2 separate regions of the Mus musculus genome follow, and region 1 is linked to region 2. Evidence: chromatin contacts called from public promoter capture Hi-C data. All regions are on one chromosome and are shown on one strand. Each heading gives the region's core, a stretch centred on a gene start, on an enhancer-like site or on the middle of the called end of the contact. The rest is flanking DNA. Distances are from core to core; before and after follow the strand shown.

Region 1 (2,748 bases), core at 116-2,615, 160 kb after region 2:
CAGCCTGGAGCCGCCTGCCTGCCTGTGGCCTCCGTGGAATCCCCGTTCCCTTGCCGACTGCTCTGTGATTTGGATTTCCCTCCTGTTTAACAGTGCCAGGAACTGAAATGGCCTGATATAAAGACAACATATGAACAGAATTTTAAAGCCAGCACAAACATATGAATTGTTTGGACAGCAGCAGAAAAAGAACCAGATAAACTGGAAGCTGCCATGTGTCTTTTTTTTAATGGGATGGAGGTTCATTCCCTTAATTGAAAGTCAGCCACCTGAAGACCCTGCCCATACCGTGTGCCCCATCCAAGGGAGGCAATCAGGCCCGAGTGTGGGTCTCAGCACAGATGAAGCAACCTGACTCATCAAACCCTAAGACCCCAACAAGCCGGTGGGGCCCGGAAGTGGCTCTTCCGGTGACCCTACGCTGGCAGAGCAGATGACTCACTCACCCAGCTTCCAGGAGTGGCAAGCATCTGGGATGCACTGCCCATGCAGCCTACTCTTTGGTCTTCAGAGCGGAATCACAACGGGGGTGGGGGGAGCCACAGGGCCTTCCAGGATAGGTTCCAGCCAGCCAGAAAGGCCTCAGGTCTATCCTTCTCTGACACACCTAAACTCTGTAGAGCAATCTCACCTTGAGATCTTTTGGGCCCTCAACTGGAGGGAAACCAAGGATGAGGAGACCTAACAGAAGGCTTCTGTCAACCTAGCTACCAGTAGACCTTACTGAGACCCACAGTGTAGCCTGCTTCCTGGATGCAGTACTCTGAGCCCCAGGAATGCAAGAACAATCCTGACCTGGAGAGTAAGGTAAGCTTTGAGCAGGGAGGCTCTGGAACTCTGAGAGGAAGAATTCTATTGTCCATGGTTCACGATTTTCCAACACCCACTGTTTACAGAAGCAGCCCTGCACATAGACAGCAAGCATGCAGAGTACTCACACTCAGAAAGGCTACACACCAGTGACTGAGCTGTCTCCTGAGCGGCCAACGCACCTCTCCAACTATAAACTCCTTCCTGGTCCCAGGAGCGCCTGGGGATTCTGAAGCCACACACCTTACAGGGACTCTTGGACATAGATTTCCCTCACCTGACTGTCACCGTCAGATGTTGGGCTTCTCTGTGGAACCCTGGCACAGGGGAGCCCCTAAGCCACAGGTTCGATGTAAACAGTCCCATGAGAGGCGGAGGGGTATAAACCATGAGCTGGCTGGCGGGTGTGCCATGGGGTCCCAAGTTCAGCCAACATCCTCACCACCCTCACCAGCAGGAGGCGCCTGAGGGTTCATGACAGAGCAAGAGGCAGAGTTGGCCCTGCCTGCCTCAGAGGATTGTCTACACACTGCCCAAACCTTGGTCCCAAGGTGCAGGCAGTGACTTTACCCTTTATCCACTGGTCTGCCATGGGGTAGAAAGCCAAGAAGCCTGGCTCTGATATCCACGTGGCCAGAGAGAGTTCCGACCTTGACCCAAAACTGCTCTCTGAGGTTGCAGTCTCACCCTACAGCCGGATGGAGATGGTCATTGTAAATGAGTACTGTATTTGTAGCCTATGGCTTCCGTAACAAATGAAACACACTGGATCCACAGAGGACAACTAAAAGCAACAGAGAACCTTCCATGGTGTGGGTCGGCCTGTTCTTCCTTCTCAGGGTGGGAGGACTGCACTCTGGCCTGGCCTCTCCAGTTCTGGAAACTGTCACACTCTTTGGCCCCCAGCCACATCGCTGACTAGCCTCATCTCCTCTCTTTGGCACTCCCTCCTCATCTTATCAGGACCTTTGTGACAGCCCTGGGTCCACCCAGCTAATCCAGGGCAATTTCCCTGTCTCGGGATCACCCCTGTTGTGGCACTGTGCCCTCTGACCATGCAAGGCAGCTGGGTCACAGAGTCTGAACACAAAGACCTGGCCATCTCTGGTAGGCTCCTTGTTCTGTCGGCTACAGCACCAAAGATTCAGCGGTGTTGCCACCCTGTGACACGGGACACTTCCTCAAAGTTCCCAGGGTAGAGAAGGGGCAAAGGAAAACCTGCCCAGGAATTCAAGGGGAAGCTGGATGGCCAAAGGCGGAGTTCACGTGGCACCACTCACCTACCGAGTCAGTGAGCCGTACCAGACATTCCCACTGGGGTCCTTGATGAGAACAGGGGGCCTGGGAAGCGGCCTGGACTGGTCCTGGACCTCAGAGACCTAAGATAAGAACCCAGGCCTCATACCTTGGCTTTGAACTAGGGAAAGGGGTAATAATCTTGACACCCACCCCCACCTCCAAGTTCATATTGAGATCAAGGAAAGCCATGTCCAACCCCAGGACTCCCTGCTCTGAGGCAGGTCCCATCCCGGATTCTGCCAACACTGTGTAGTAACAGACTCTCCAAGCATGGAGCCAGTTGGAACCTAAAACTGGGCCAGCACCCAGGCATATCAGGGCCCTGCCAGGGCCAGTCAAGCTCGCCATTTATAGGCCTGGGGGTTTAGTGACCTGGCCCTAGTCCCTGTCCCAAATGCACTGAGCCCCTTGTCTCAACAGGCAGCAACTTGATCTGAGACTCGAGACCCTCCAGTTTCCAGAGATTTTGAAGGCCTGGATATGACCCAAGCAGATGGTAGGCCAACACCTGCAGCAGCTGGGCAGGCTCGTACCCACCCAGCCTTCTTCCCGAAGCCAGAGGAGGGAGGGGCCGAGGAGGAGGTGAAGCTGGAGGGGCCTGTGAGTGCCAGGCACTGTTCATGTGCTGAACGACTCCTC
Region 2 (2,871 bases), core at 251-2,750:
ATGTATGTGCATGCATGCCCGTGGAGACCAGAAGTCAACCTCTGGTGTCATTCCTCAGAAACTGCCCGCTTGGTTCTTGTACTGCTGGGGGTGGTTTGGTTTGGTTTGGTTTGGTTTGATTTGAGGTTTCTCTGTACAGTTTTGGCTTCTATGGAACTCACTCTCTAGACCAGGCTGGCCTCACACTCAGAGATCTGCCAGCCTCTGCTTCCTGAGTCCTGGGGTTAAAGGTGTGAGCCATCACTGCCTGACTCCCACTTTGTTTTTTGAAACAGGGTCTCACCACTTGGGCTCTGGGAACTGAACTTGAGTCCTTGCAAGAGAAGCAAACGCTCTTAACCACTAAGCCAACCTCAGGCAAGCACTTCACAAGCTGAGCTGTCTCCCAACTCAATGATAAGATCTTTGAAAATAAAAACTGCTTTAAAAATGAAAAATTTAAACTTCATATAATTTGATGTATAATTTAAAATTTACAGACATAAACTACACACTTCTCTTTTGAGACAGGCTTTCACTATGTTGCCGTGACTGGCTTGGAACACACTCTGTAGATCAGACTGGCCTGGAACTCACAGAGATCCACTCCTCTCTGCCTCCTGAGTGCTGGGATTAAATGTGTGTGCCTCCATGCCTGGCATTACAGATATGATTTGAGATTTACAAAACACTCTCAAGAGCAGTGCGTGGGAGCAGCACACAACGACCACTCACCTGCTTCTCCTTCAGCCCCTCTCCCAGGTAGATGGTAGGTAGCCATCATAATCCTTTACCCTGCACGAGTTCAAGGCACAATTTCCTAATGACCTCTTACATAACCATTGTACAACTACAACAACAATCAGGGACTTAGCCTTGATCATAACCCACAATCCAAAACTGACCAAGGAGGCCCTTTGTTTTACCCTCACCTAGGTTTAATGCATTTTCCAACTTGAAAGACCCAAGATGGATCTTGGTTTCATTTCTGGCAAAGCTAAATATTTCTTCTGATTTGACCTTGCCCCATGCTGCAGGCTGAGCCCAGTACTAGCAAGCAGTCCACTAGCTAAATCCCCCCTCCCCGTCCCTCTTCTGCATAGTTCCATTAGGTATTCTTTACACACTGCCGGCTGGTTTCCTTTGCACACGGCCCACTGTGTCCGCTCTCCTTTTCCCTCCTGGCTTTCACCCAGCACATTAGTACTCGTTAGTACTCGGACTTGACTTGTATAAACAGCCCTCAAAGCCTGAAGAGGGGGACGACCGCTGCCCTGGCCCTGGCCCCTCAGGTCAGCCTCTTGCCAGGGTTTTGAAATATCACAGTTGTCTGCTTCAAGCCAATACACCCCACCTGTCCTTCCAAGCCCCGCAGAGCACAAGCCAGTGATTCCTGTTTGGGTTCAATATTTCCTGCAGGATCTGACATTCTGCCAGCCCGGTTCTGTTTCCAAGAGGCCACCTGCTGAGTGTCAGAGTGGTCAGCAGCCCCGAGGTTGCTATTGATCAGTGTCTGCGGCAGCCACGTCTGGTGTCCCAGGCCTGATCTATCCTGGGGGAGGACTGTGGAACATAGGAAAGTTCCCATAGTGCCTGCAGGGACAGGCTAGTCCCTTTAGCAGGGCTGTGGGGAGACTTCTCTTCAGAGGGAGAGAAAATGCTGAATCAATGCCCTCAAAGCCACGGGCAAGTATGAGCTCTGCCAGGGCCACCAGAACACACTGTCACTGTCCTATTGCTACGTTGTATACAGGTTTTTATTGAATTAGTTATCACTCTTTCCAGGAGTCATAAAAAGGAAAAGATAAGAAAAATGAAATTCTCTGTTTAACTTGGCTCTTTTGTACCACATTTCCTCCTCATTTCTGTTGGGATAAATATTAAGTTCACAGGGGCTGAAGAGACAGCTCAGTGCCCAGTGGTGAAGAGCATTGGCTGCTTTTCCACAGACTGGGCCTCAACTCCCAGCACCTACACAACAGCTCATAACCATCTGTAACTTCAGTTCCTGAGGTGACACCCTCCTCTGGCTTCTGTGGGTACCAGGCATGCGCACGGTGCACAGACACACGTACAGACAAAACACCCATATGCACAAAAAAGTCAATAAATATTTTAATGTACAAACTATAAACTACAGTTAAATACGTAAAGTTAGTGGAAAATAGACTTTAAAAATCCCTACATAGTTATCATAAGAAGTTCTGGTCTCATCCACAGCACCAGTCCCACCCCTTTTTCAGGTTATTATGGGATACTTTTTTTTTTTTTTTTTTTTTTTTTTTGAGACAGGGTTTCTCTGTGTAGCCCTGGCTGTCCTGGAACTCACTATGTAGACCAGGCTGGCCTCAAACTCAGAAATCCGCCTGCCTCTGCCTCCCAAGTGCTGGGATTAAAAGCGTGCGCCACCACCGCCTGGCTATGGGATACGTTTTATGTGTCATGTGCTTTATACTGTAGTCTATACCTACAAAAGCACTTGTATGTTTTAACATCATAGCTCTCCTACAGATAGCAAATGTTTCTTTCTTCCCTTTCCTTTCCTTCCTTCCTTCCTTTCTTTCTTTTGGCTCTTTGTATATTTTAGATATTAATCCTCAGTCAGATGCCTGCCTAGCAAAGATTTTTTTCTCATGATAGAACTTTCTTTTTCATTTAAATTTATGTACATTGCTACTTTGTCGGCATATATGTCTGTGAGAGGATATTGGTTCCCCTGCAACTGGAGTTACAAACAGTTGTGAGCTGCCATATGGGTGATTGGAATTGAACCCCAGTCCTTTGGAAGAGCAGTCAGTGCTCCCAACTACTGACACAGGAATTCCAGTCAAATCCTTCTTTTCCTGTAGTTAGTTTGCCAAGCCAGCACCTAAGCAAGGCCTATACTTGTAT

Evidence for each region. Promoter capture Hi-C pulls out the DNA fragments that hold promoters and counts their contacts.
Region 1: a contact with region 2 is called in a promoter capture Hi-C map of liver. The contact joins two enhancer-like sites. A contact is called at or near these places in 8 of 39 promoter capture datasets (the 3T3-L1 cell line, the C10 cell line, the HPC-7 cell line and 3 more), 4 of 484 Hi-C or Micro-C datasets (the G1E-ER4 cell line, bone marrow-derived macrophages, embryonic fibroblasts and 1 more), 4 of 115 datasets of contacts at active chromatin or transcription factors (bone marrow-derived macrophages and embryonic stem cells) and 3 of 9 other capture datasets (embryonic stem cells, embryonic trunk and liver).

What each region holds. Positions count from the first base shown.
Region 1 is chr12:102,680,521-102,683,268 of GRCm38.p6, forward strand. All of the region lies in intron 1 of Itpk1 (inositol 1,3,4-triphosphate 5/6 kinase), which reads right to left. Among named protein-coding and RNA genes, the nearest start is that of Mir1936, 3.1 kb to the right of the region's middle. Within about 2 kb of position 1,366, at least 20 of the 459 cell types and tissues checked have an H3K27ac peak or open chromatin away from gene starts, as enhancers often do. A contact at or near this core is called in liver, where this site is marked.
Region 2 is chr12:102,520,736-102,523,606 of GRCm38.p6, forward strand. No RefSeq gene overlaps it. Among named protein-coding and RNA genes, the nearest start is that of Chga, 33 kb to the right of the region's middle. Within about 2 kb of position 1,501, at least 24 of the 459 cell types and tissues checked have an H3K27ac peak or open chromatin away from gene starts, as enhancers often do. A contact at or near this core is called in liver, where this site is marked.